Regions from separate parts of the Anas platyrhynchos genome. Here region 2 is linked to region 1. Evidence: chromatin contacts called from public Hi-C data. All regions are on one chromosome and are shown on one strand. Each heading gives the region's core, a stretch centred on a gene start, on an enhancer-like site or on the middle of the called end of the contact. The rest is flanking DNA. Distances are from core to core; before and after follow the strand shown.

Evidence for each region. Hi-C and Micro-C count contacts between places; a contact is called where the count stands out from the background.
Region 2: a Hi-C map of liver shows a contact between it and region 1, with 4 times the contacts expected there. The contact joins the promoter of CEP68 here to the enhancer-like site in region 1. A contact is called at or near these places in 6 of 8 Hi-C or Micro-C datasets (F1 follicle, F5 follicle, liver and 2 more).

What each region holds. Positions count from the first base shown.
Region 1 is chr3:12,972,809-12,978,591 of IASCAAS_PekinDuck_T2T, forward strand. No RefSeq gene overlaps it. Among named protein-coding and RNA genes, the nearest start is that of ACTR2, 5.7 kb to the left of the region's middle. Within about 2 kb of position 1,398, at least 2 of the 8 cell types and tissues checked have an H3K27ac peak or open chromatin away from gene starts, as enhancers often do. A contact at or near this core is called in subcutaneous adipose tissue, where this site is marked.
Region 2 is chr3:13,022,225-13,028,575 of IASCAAS_PekinDuck_T2T, forward strand. It overlaps CEP68 (centrosomal protein 68), which reads right to left and starts at 4,406. Exons shown (of 7, transcript XM_072035310.1): 1 at 4,269-4,406. LOC113843090 (a long non-coding RNA gene) reads left to right here. Exons shown (of 2, transcript XR_003496093.3): 2 at 1-667.

The sequences.
Region 1 (5,783 bases), core at 148-2,647:
AAGGGAGAAACTTAAAAATCAGTGAATTGATGCGTGCAAATATAGGGCACTATATACATTTGAAGTGTCCTCTTTGTACATATATTGCACGTTTTCCATACTGTGTGTATTCTAGTTAGTTAAACTTGCTTAGAAGATTGTAAAGAAACAAATAAAATAAAATAATATATATATATTTTCATTTTCAGAGTAAATTTTAAATGTATTTCATGACTTTGTGTTCTTGCAGTAACTCGTAAAGTAACCTTTGTATAATATTGTGTAAATGAACAACTTCTCTTGCAAGGAGCTAGTGCCCACTAGCTGTTCTTGTAAAGCCGTGGAGAGACCTACACACCATTTCCTGCTGGGAGGTGGGGCAGTTTCTTGCTGTGACTTTTGCAAGAGAGCAAGGCTTTGTGATAAAAGATAATAAAAGTATAATGACTAAGTGGAGTGCTGAAGTTTTTGAGATAAAGTACTGCATCTATCTCATACTGAGCTGAATGGATTTTTATGAACTTGCCAATTTAGTAATCTGTGTTTATCCAAATGTGCAGGCATAGAGAAACCGCACGAACAGAGGCAGGAAATGCTCAGAACAGACAGGGGAAAGGGTTTTGGGGACACCCAGAGCTCTGCTTGGTAGAGCAGGGAAGAGAGGGTCTGGGAGGAACAGAAGACATCTCCTTAGTGTCTGATCAGCCTGAGAAGAGTTCTTCATTAAACGAAGTGGCAGCCTGGAGCGTATGAAAGCAGAGGAAATGGTGTGTTTCTAGTCCCACTTTCACTTCTTACTGAGCCGGCTCGGTGTAGGTGTACAGGAGGTGCCGATGCCAGCTCTGTGCAGGCTGGGGAACCCGAGGCCCTTTCCTGTGTATTTGAGGCAGGTTCCGGTGTTGTTTTGGCAGAGCAGGGGAAAGACACCCCACCCAAGTGTTGGCATTAATCCTTTTCTCTTCATTAATCGGTTTTGTTTCCTACCGAGGTATTTTACCTTTGCCTCAGAATTATTTCATTGCTCTATCAAAATTTAAAAATGAGATTCAAAGAAAGCATCTCTTAGAATTGACTAAATGCTGAGTATTATTTGTTGGATTTATGAACTAGTGGAGGCAGTAAGTCAGAAATATTCAGGAAGTCAGAATGCTTCCGAATCGGTTATGGGTTAAAGGGCAGATTAGCTCATTAGCATTAAGGCACCCTGACTTTTACCAAATCTTGAATATCTAACTCTCCTTGTTACCAAAACCAAGCTTGCTCAGGTGTCCTGCACAGGATCCATTTCCTGCTCAGAAAAAGCAGCTCAGGTGTCAGGCTGTGTAAGAAGAGAGTGCTCAGCAGGCCTGGGTTTGTGTGCAGGACAAAAGGGACCGGATTCTCCTCCCTGTTAGCAACACCCATTCTGAGTCATGCGTGCTGGAAACAGTGGCATAGTTGCAGAATGTCTTCACCTCGATCATATGATCCCGTGTAGGTAACACTGGGGTTGGTAAGCGCTGGTTTTGGACGTAGAATTAAAATATGTTGAGCACAGTTTTTTTTTTTTTTGGAGGGCATTTTTCAATAATATTTCTTCCAAATATAGAGAAAACATTATGCCTCTTTAGTATCACACAATTACAGAGTGCAAACTATTATTTTTGTTGATTTGTTTCCAGGTAAACGTAAGAACACATTATAAAGGTTATGTTTTTGTTTCTTTTTTAATTCAGTTTAATTCAATTCCATGTAGTATCACTAGCCTGTTTGGCATCTGCCATTCAAAATTTTTAAAAGACAACTACAGACAAAGTTACATCATTCAGACGTTGCAAATCATAATGAATTTTGATCATGATACATGAGATGATGCCTTGTCACAAAGGCCCAGATCCCTGTAAGGCACATACTTCCATTCATTTCACTGATAGCTAGGGGCTATGGATGGCTTTATGGCAGAGCAAATCTGTTTTTTTTTTTTTGTTTTTTTTTTTTGTTTTTTTGTTTTTTTCAGCTATGGCTTCTTTTTGAAGCACTTTAATTTCTTGTGGCCTAGACAGAAGCACTGCAATGTGTGGATGAGGTGTCCTGGGCATCAAATACCTCAGTCACGGCAAGCTTCTGGATGCTCTGAGCTCTACTCCCCATCACCCTAAATGTTCAGCAGTAGTTTTGGCACATGCAGTGGATGCAAACTTGAGTTCTCCTCTATGTCCTTGGTAATATTTTATGGACACTTTGCAGAGCATCCAAATACCAAACAATGGACATTCAGACGTTTGGGAATCTGATTTGCAAAGATCTGGAGTTCTCTTCATACCAGCTGAAGCCAATGAAACCACCTTCCGAGAACTGGGTACCAGATATTAAAGTCTGGCAAGCAAAGCTGGCTTATCCAAAATTAAATGCCACCTCTGAAAATGTAATTTTAAGTGATTATCACATAGGGGATGTCCGAGATGGAGCCCAGACCAGAACCTATCTCATCTGATGCGACCACAGTGCTGACTTTTGAATAGTGACTTTATCAAAAATTAATGGAGTTTCCAAAACTTATCCAAAACATATGCAGGGACATGTTTTGACATAATTTTGTGGTGATAGATTTCTGATTACTGAAGTCTATTTACACCTCAAATTTAAAAAAAAAAGAAAAAAAAAAAAAAAGAGAGATTTCAAATCAATTAATTCCTCACTGCTGTGGAGTTCATCCCCATAACAGTAAAGGTTACTTTTAACAAGTAACAGGTAACCTTTTTAATTGCTTTTTTACCATTTTTCTAAATTTTTAGTTCAGTTTTTATAGAATACTTTTACACAGATATAAGCTTGGTCCCATTAAAAACATGCCAATGCAATGCTGCTGTTTAGAAGGAAAATATTGCCACATGCTGTTGGTTTTTAAGAGTAGCCCCTATTATATTCTTCTTAAAAGCAAGACTTAGAAAAGAAAAAAAAAAGTCAGAGAACATGACACCTGAGGTAGCAGTACTTCATGGGGTTTATTTAATTAGACTGCATTTGCTTGCACTAACGACTTCAGGAACAAAATGAAGTCAGTGGTAGCCTCCATTTGTGCACAAATATGTGTGAAAATAAGGATATTAATTTTGCAATCGGAAGTTGTTGTCTTCAAATCCATTGCTGGGTTTGATCTGTAGATGCTAGACTGATCTGTAATGATTATGATGTACTCAACAGCTCATGTATAGTTTTTTTTTTGTAGAGATGACATCCTGCACTGTTCCACAGGTATCAGCAATTCAAGAACCAGCGTGGATTTTAGGACGTATGTGTGCGTCTAACCCCACATGAGGGTGATGGCAAGGGAAAGGAAAGGTAGCATGGAAGTGTGTTAAATTAATCTGTTATTTCAATTAATTTCAGGGGAAAAAATATAAATAAATAAATAAATAAATAAATAAAGACATTCCTTGCATACTGTGAATCAGAAATTGGCGATTTGCAGTGACTGAAGCAAGATGAGGTATGACCAGAAATTTCAGAGCTGACTATACCATGGGAGTAGGATGTGAGGGCAGACTGCCAGGTGCTTGGTAAATAGGCCCCGTGTGAGAATATCGGAGAGATTAAATCCTGACTCCTGCCTCACTTGGAGGCAGCATACAAGAGGTTAGGAGATGGAAACATCTGGATGCTGGCTTCCTGGTCCGTGGGATGCAGGAAAGCCTGCTGTGCTACTGTGCTGCAGGGTCTTTCAAGCTCCCCTTCCTCGCAGTGCTTGTTCTGTCCTTGGAGAGCTTTACGCAGTGCTTTGAAGACCAGGCAGGTTTGACCAAAAGAGAGACATTTTATAATGAAATGCAATCTCCTTCATTAAGTAGCTTTTCCAGAAGGCATAAGAATTGCCATGCGATATTGCTACGTGGCTTGAATTGCACTTTTCACTTGTTTTTGAAAGATTTAGTAAAACCCTTTTGTTTTTAAGAAAGACCAAACTGATTTTAAAAATTAGGATGGATTTCTCAGAAATGCTGGACTCTTGCAAAGTTGATTGGTTTATATGCAGCGCAGATGCTCAGCAGACTCACTTTTTTACCAAACTCCATTTAGTGGTAAGAACTTTATTATATGTAAGCAACCCAAGACCTGTTTCAAACATAATGTTTGTTTGATTGATTGATTTTTGGCTTTTGCTTGTTTATTTTCTGCTTACTGCCATGGCACAAGAGAACTAATTTGTTCAGTGGTGAGGTGGGAACTAGTGAGTGATACCCTTGAAATTCCTCACTGCAGGCCTCTGGAAGCTACCTTGGTTGGATGAAAGCTAAAACTTACTAAGATTGAGAAGAAAATGAGGAAATAGCTAAAGTAAGTGGATGTTCCATTAGCTTAAAATAAGGAAAAGCTTTCTTCGGTTCATACGCTGAAAAATATCTGAAACTTTCAATGAGCAATTTTGCAGAGATTATTTGCCCTACATTTCAAATGAAATAAGGCAAAACAGATGGGAAAGGAAAGGAAATAAAGGCATTTATTTTTTTGTAAATTTCAGGTGAAAAATGAGTGTAGCCAAAACTTTTGTCTGAAAATTGTTCTGCTTCCTTACAAGGAGAATATCAAGGTTTCAGACTAGAAACTAACAGAGTCAGGCACATTTCCTTTGATTCCAGTAGCCAGGCTCATGGAAAGAAAGTCTCAGATGTGAATAAAAGGCTGTGAGTTTTTAGCCTAATTGATCAGAAGCAAAGAACCATCAGACGTCTGAAGTGTGCAAAGCATAAGTCTGTCCTCTAATTTCTTAATTTCAGGGGTTTTCATGCCACTTGAATGTAAGGTTAGGATTAATCATTGGGAAAAAAATGCAACCTTTCTGTCTTTAATCTTTCTTCCTTTAATCAGCAGTTTGCAAGCACTGTAACATGCTTCAGATGTCGGTAATTCATTTTTATCTGCCAGTTGGTGAACGTGTATCTTAAAATGGAGAGGTCCATCTTTTGAAACACAGCATAGTGAAACACAGCGTGGTGCTGCCTGAGGAGGAAATCATCTCTTTTTTTTTTTTTTTTTTTTGATTTTCATTAGATCTAATAGCTATGGATGTCCGTGGAAGCGTGACGGTTGGTAAGTTATATTGCCAACATATTGCACAGCTGCTCTACGTCCTGTAGCTCATGTAAATCTTTGTGACTGATTGGTTTTGAAGAAACATCCTTTCTTTGTAGAATTAGCCTTACAGACAAAGGAGTTGTAGAAGCTCCTTGATCAGGTTACTAATATGCCAGTGAGTGACTAGGGATTTAAGACAGGAGGTGGCAGCCTTGAGCAGCAACTCACTGCTGTCTCTGCTGAGTGAAGCTCAGATCTGAACTGTAATAAGGAGGTAGGCACAAATAAATCGGGATCTGGGTCCTTTTACTTAAACGTTGCAATGACGAGCTGCTTAGATATTGAAGACAGCAACAACTAGCGTTGTGCTTTGTGTCTGGTAATTGCAAATGTAGCTAAGTTATTATATGGCTGTAATTGTTGGAGTTTTCTCAGATTTTTTTATATTTGTATCAATATCTGCAGAGGGAAAGACTGTAACACAGAGAAGCAGAATTGAACCTATCCCATTTTCCTCTGGGTTTGTTTCTTCTTACTAGGAAAATCATGTTGCAACATAAAATACTGTCTCATTTTATTTCAAAATAGGTGTATCTAATGCTGGTGCTCCTGTAGGAAGGTTGGGTGTTTCTCCATTGCTCCTTGGTGGCCAGAAGCAGATAGTAAGACGCTTCTGTCTCTCTCATGAACTACCACAAAGTAATGGCAAATGAACCTACTCTTATTAAAAAATGTCACTGGCTGAATTTTCC
Region 2 (6,351 bases), core at 3,156-5,655, 52 kb after region 1:
GGTACCACGTATTAAATCCCAGTGTCACTTTCAGAGCCTAACAGCCTGTCTGCCCCCCTCTCCCACCTCATGCTCACCCTTTTTGGTGCTTTCTTCCCTGACTGAGCAGGGGGCATCACCAGCGGCCAGGACGTGAGCAGACACCCCAGCAGCTCGCTCCTCTCCTTGCCGGCGTGTTTCACATGCTCGCAGTGCCTTCCCCGTGCCGTCATTACGCAGCAGGCAGGCATTTGTGGCCAGATCTCCAAGAAGCTAACACAAATCCAGCAGTCTGGGATGTAGGCTCAGTCCCTGGCTTCACGCCTTAAGAAACGCTCTTCCCTTCTCTATGCAACTCTCTCTCATCATTAATATGTATTTATAGTCCACCACGCTGTTCACATCAACATAATCCTTTCAATTAAACCCCCCCGGGGGCTTGGAGTTACCACAGGAAGATGCATTCACATCCCCTGCAGCCAGCACACGAGCAGGAAGCCGCTCTCTCTGTACATTCAGAAACGATCCAGATTTTCAATTCCGTCCCAATCCTACCAGCCAGGAGGGCTTGAGAAACCCACAGGTTGGGACACAAATGCCTTTACAACCAGTGAATTAAAAATTAGAAAAATCAGAAAACAAAGCAAAGCTTAGCAAGGCACCAAAGCGTATTTAAAAGTTTAAATTTCGCATGCATTAGTTAACAACCAACCTTGGCACACCTCCTTACTTTTAGAGGGCTGCTGTACCTTGCTATTTCTATCAGATTTAGTGGCTTAAGTCTCACGTCAGCCAGCCCAGTAATAACAGATACCTCCAGCCCACACATGCCGGGCAGCTGGACAATAAGCTGCATTTAAAAACAGACTGAAAATGAACTTTCTGTAAGTTTTCAAACTCTCCTACTACTAAAGCATAGTTGCAACTCCCAAGAGCATCTAGACAGCCGGGTTTCTCACCGTTTTCCAACAGCAGCAACACCGAAGTTTATGTTGCTGGTGGCCAGGCCACACCAAGAGCCCCACGATGGGATGCAAGCCCCAGCCCTTGGCCAGGACAGACAAAGAGAAGCTCAACACGGCCACAGAGTGACGTACAGCCAGGGCTTTAGGCACAGCGGAGACTTTCCACTGGCCTTAAAAGCCCAGGAAAGCAGCCAGAAATCCTCACCACAGCGGAGCCCTCGGTTGTCCCACCAGCGATGGAGCGGCACAGAAACAGTACCCATGGCCACTTCTCGGACAAAACAATGAATGAAAACAAAAAGCTTTTCATTCACCTCAGGGGGGGCACGTCCAGAAGGAGTAACGGGATCTCTCCGGAAACCGATCCCTCGACTTTTCCCCGTTGTCAAGAGGAAGCTGCCTGCCAAAAAGTCGCCACCGAAGTTGGTGGAAAACAAGGGCTGTGCCCCAACCCACCGCGTCCCACCGCCAGCGCTCGGCCCACGGGCTGCAACAAAAGCGGCGACGTGGCCGGAGCTTCCGTCCTGGGGTCCTGTTCAGCGGGGCACCCCAAACCACAATTTGGGGTCACGCACACTGCGGGCACTGCTTTTGGTTTGGGGTCACACACACTGCGGGCAGTTTTTTGCTGTTTTGGGATCACACCCACACCAACACTGCTTTTTGGGCCTGCAGGATTTCCTTTTTATTACTGTTTTCCTTTTTTTCTGGCACGCTTTTCTCCCAAAAAGCCCTTCTACGGCTAAAAAGAAATACTCGGAGTTGTGCTTTAACCCCCCCAAAAAGGGGGAGAGCAGCGGGACCCGCCGAAGCATGCCCTGCTAACGCAGCAACCGCAGCTGCAACACCGCTACCTGTAACGGAGAGGGGCCAAAACAGCAGAACCCGCCCTCTTCTCCCCGCGGACACCCCCCTGGGCTCACGGAGCCCCCCGGAGCCCCCCCAGGCCCCCCCCCAAGCCCCGCACCCCGTGCCCGGCCCGCACCTACCGAGCAGCGGCCCCGGCGCCCCCGCTCTCCCCCGGCCCCGGCGCCGCGCCCCCTTCCCCCGCGTCTTAGCCAATGGGAGCGCGAGGAGTTGCGTCACAATGGGAGCGGGGCGAGCCGGCGGCCAATGGGAGCGGGGCGTGCTCCCCCCTCCCCTACCGGAGAACCCCCCCCTCCTCCTCCTCCCCTTTCTTCGTTTTGGGGCTGCTGCAGGGCAGGGCTGGGAGGGAGCGGACCCTGCTCTCCCGCCCATATCCTGCTGCCAAATCCAGCCAAGCCCCTACCCCAGGCTGCTCAGGGTTGGTGAGCGCCAGGGCAGGCGTTTTCCTGCTGCTCCGGGAGCTCAGGACCTTGTGCAGCAAAGTCTCTGCAGTGAAGGGAAAGGATTTATTTAACCCATTCTGCGGGTGCTGGCACTCGAGGGGCAATCCCCGTGCCTACAGCACAAAGCAGGGCTTGAGTGCCACAATCAGACCTGAAAGCACTGCTTCTGTGCTCTGGGAAGCTGGGATGGCAGTCTCCGTGTTGTCCGTTATAGGGATATTAATAGTGCTGCAGGGGGAAGAAAGAGCAGTCAGAAGCGCTTTGCCACCTTTAAGAGCCACAGAGTGAATGTTAGGTGTAACACATCAGTTCACCAGCCTGTCTTGCAGTGGGAAGGAGCTGCCACAAGTCTTCCCTGGTTCTGCTGGCAGCGTGGAGGTGACTGACCTTATCCCCCTGTTAGAACAGCTCAGGCACTGAGTTGCAACATCGCTGTGTTGTAACCTGGTAGCACCGCATTCCTCGCTCCTTCAGGACAGGTTTGTAGGCAAACTCCGACCCGTGCTCATGGGCAGGAGCCATCTGGGCACAGAACTGCTCCGACCCCTCTCCGCAAGGTGCTAGCAGCCCAGCAGTGGTGATGTGCTCGTGCGTTTTGCTATTAGCCCTGGCATCGGCACTCGGACACCTTTGGAGGTGCCAGCCCATTTGGGCAACAGGCCAGGACAGGCTCTGTTTGCTTGTCACCTCAAAGAGACAGCAAAACCCCCTGTTGTATTATTAAAGTTCCTTTCAGAAGGTTTCACGTAGGCCTTCCTCACTTTAATTTGTACTCACCCTTTCTTTAGTCCTTCAGTCCTTCGGTCCCTGCCTGAGCTGTGCTGTGGGTGTACCTGCTGCCAGACATGTTCCTAAATTGTTTGGTCTCACAGGACTGGGAGAGATCCTTTTCTTCCTGGGGTTAACAACCCTTTTTACTCCCAGATGTCTGCATTTCCATGTCTTGGACCCATTCCCCTTGTTCTCTTGATTCACTCTCCCTAGGTCACGCTTCTTTGAAACTCAAAACCTAAACCTTGCCCCAAACTCCAGCACAGGCCTGGCTATGATAAGGCAAATTTAGTGTGGTTCTCCAGGCTGGGTTCCTGTTTACACATCCTGGTATGCTACCTGATTATTCACAGAGCAGGGCACTTGACTCATGCTTCAAACTGCCCGTAACTTCCTGATCCGGCTCCTTAATCCACCGCTTCCCAACAGTATTTGTGCAGTTCGTTATTCTCATCTAGATTAATTCTTTAGATCCTCTCTTTTCCAGACCCTCTGCCAATTCTTCTGATGTTGCTCTGAATTTCAGCCCTGCCCTCCTCCCCGTTCCCAGACCTTTTCTTCCAGGTGGGACCCACAGGTTTTCTGTTCTAAAACGGTTGTCGTTAATCAAATACTTACAGCCATATGGTAGGCACCTGGGGAATCCAGTCCCTCAGCTGCACATTTACTCTAGTAACGTCTGAGTAAGCAGCTTCATTTCAGCCATGTTGCTTTAGCTTCTTTTTAGTTAGAAAAAAATCACCAAAAGCCTAGAAACCTTCCCTTACCCATACATTTAGATCACGTAAAACATTTAGATAAAAACCACTACTGCAGTGTTACTAAGGCTTTCCTAAAAAAAGGTAGCTGCTGCTTCTCCTTCCTAATTTTGCAGGAACACCAGAAAATTTGACTTAAGGGAACACAAAGCAGCTCACAAAATAAAACATGCAAAGCAGGATTAATTAAGAATAGAGAAAAAACAGAGTGATACCTATTTTAGTGTCAACATTGGAGTGCAGGGAAATGAAATGTACTGTTAGCAGCTGGACAACTTCAGTTCTTTACCACTTAGTTGCTCAGCTGGACAGAATGGAAGGATTTAGCCCTAGAAAAAGGCCAAGTAGAAACTGCACTTCTCCTTTCTGGCCACACGATGTACCCATCACACCATAAACATCCTGGCTTCACTGCCAGCAACAGGCAATCCAGCCCTAAAGGCAGGTGTTTCTAGTTTCCACCTTCTCCCAAAGCATCTCCTTACCTCTGTCCAGGCCGAGGCAGCATTGTCGTCCCTCTGAAACACCCAGGCAGCGCAGATCAAGGCTCGGTGCTGTTGTGCAGGTGGGGATTAATGGGAAATGCTCTGACTTTCCTCTTGTTGGATGAAGGTGATGCGTTGCTGTGGAATAAATATGAGCCAAGCGGTCAGGAGGTGGTGGCAGCTGCCAGTCAATATAAATTATAAGGGACAGTGAATAATTGGGACTAATTTGACTTTTTAAGTGTGAGATTTTACCACTGCTTTTGATGGAGAACTTGGGGGATTTCTTTTTCATTCTAATTCCAGGGTTGTATTGTATTGTTATTTGTATGTTGTCCTGAGCAGAACTCAGAGACTCTTCAAAACCAGAGCTGTGATCTGCACGAACCAATCATCAGCATGGAGCTTTGTAAAAGAAATAGATGGTTTGGTATAAATTTAAAATTAGTTAATGTAAGCATCACAATAGCAAAGCAGTGGTTTGAAGAATGGCTTGGAGTCATAGCAAATGATGCCATGCCTAGCAAAAGGTTTGGCCTTTGTTTTTTTTTTTGCCAGGCCCAGAAGGCCTGCACACAACTAAGACCATAGCACAGTCGACTTGTTCAAAGAAGACCCTGCTCTCTGATAATAGGAGGATGGCATCAGGGTCACAGCATTCCACATCTCCTATTCCTTCTCTTGGCAGCCCAGCAGGAAGAGAGGCTGCAGCACAGGACCGCCAAAACCCAACAATTCTTAACGACTATTAAAGAACTCTCCAAAAAGTAGGAGATTTAGTGAAGATTTGACAGGCACCATCCTATTTTGCTTATGTGGCACTCAGGTGATTGGGACCAGACCACTCGGACACACATTTCGTGGCTTGTGAGTGTGAATAAGTGAAATCTATAAAAGAATGAGTGTGAGCGGGTAAAATTGGCTTACATACAAATTCTTTAAATAAATACTATATTCCCCTTCTATAAGATCTTATTCTGAGTTTGGCTACACCGGTTTCCTAACACAGCAGGAATGGTACTGCTGAAAGGATAAAGCCCCATACCTTAAGGAAGCTCAGTGAGCCAAATTACTTGAGCTAATTAATGTTACAGTACCAGGGAAGCAATGTTTAATCTCAACGGCTCTGTTGCTGTTGGTTGGAACCTGCTCAGTTTGCAAGCTTTGAGTTCTGAATATTTGGAGGCCTCCCTCAACCTCTGGTAGCTGTGGGCATCTCCATCTAATTATATTGTAGCATACCACAGTGAAGAGAATCCAGATCTGCCTGATTGTGTACGAGTTTTCGTGACACAGTAATTACAGTAATTTACATAGCATCGCTGATCACTATCCCGTGGAGATGGTGAAGTCTAGTTACCCAAGACTCTGGAGTGGCTTTGTGTTGCATCTCCAGTCCTAGGTTTCAGAGCCAGTTTGTAATTTGTCTGGTCTCTGGCATAAAGTTTGACAAACCCAGCCCTTACGATCGTGGAGATAACTTTCAAAATGTGGAAATAAATTCCAGCTGCTACCCTTCCTGCCCAGTCTAAAACCACAGGTATCCTCCTTAGCATGGTGGCTCTACTCTCACATCCAAGATGCAAGAACTTGCAAGAACAGCAAGTTAGCTGTAAACTTGCCAAGCTCTTTTCATGCAGATCACAGCACACGAGACTCCCAAGAGGTGCAACGTACTTGTACATTCGCTTGAATGCTCATAATGGGAAGACAGCAGAGATTTGATTTTCAACAACCTAACATCACTCCACATATCTGAAAGGTGACCTGACTATTAGCACAGCTGTACCACGCAACCTGTTAGACCCAAACCAGTCATTTGATAGCAGAACAACATGGTGTTGTCTTTCAACCTTTTAGCTGACTCACAAAGCACTTCCCTACAATTATATCTACCTTAATCAAGCAAGCCGAGGATTAAAAAAATAATAATAATAAAAGAACTAATCTGCTCCTTGGCCATAATTGGATTTCATCTCTACATATTCAATTACAGCAGTAGCAGCTGCTTTTGTTATAAATTTATTTTAAGTGTTTTTCTTTGTGTGAACTTCTAAAATGTGTGGTCTGTCTTTTTAACCCA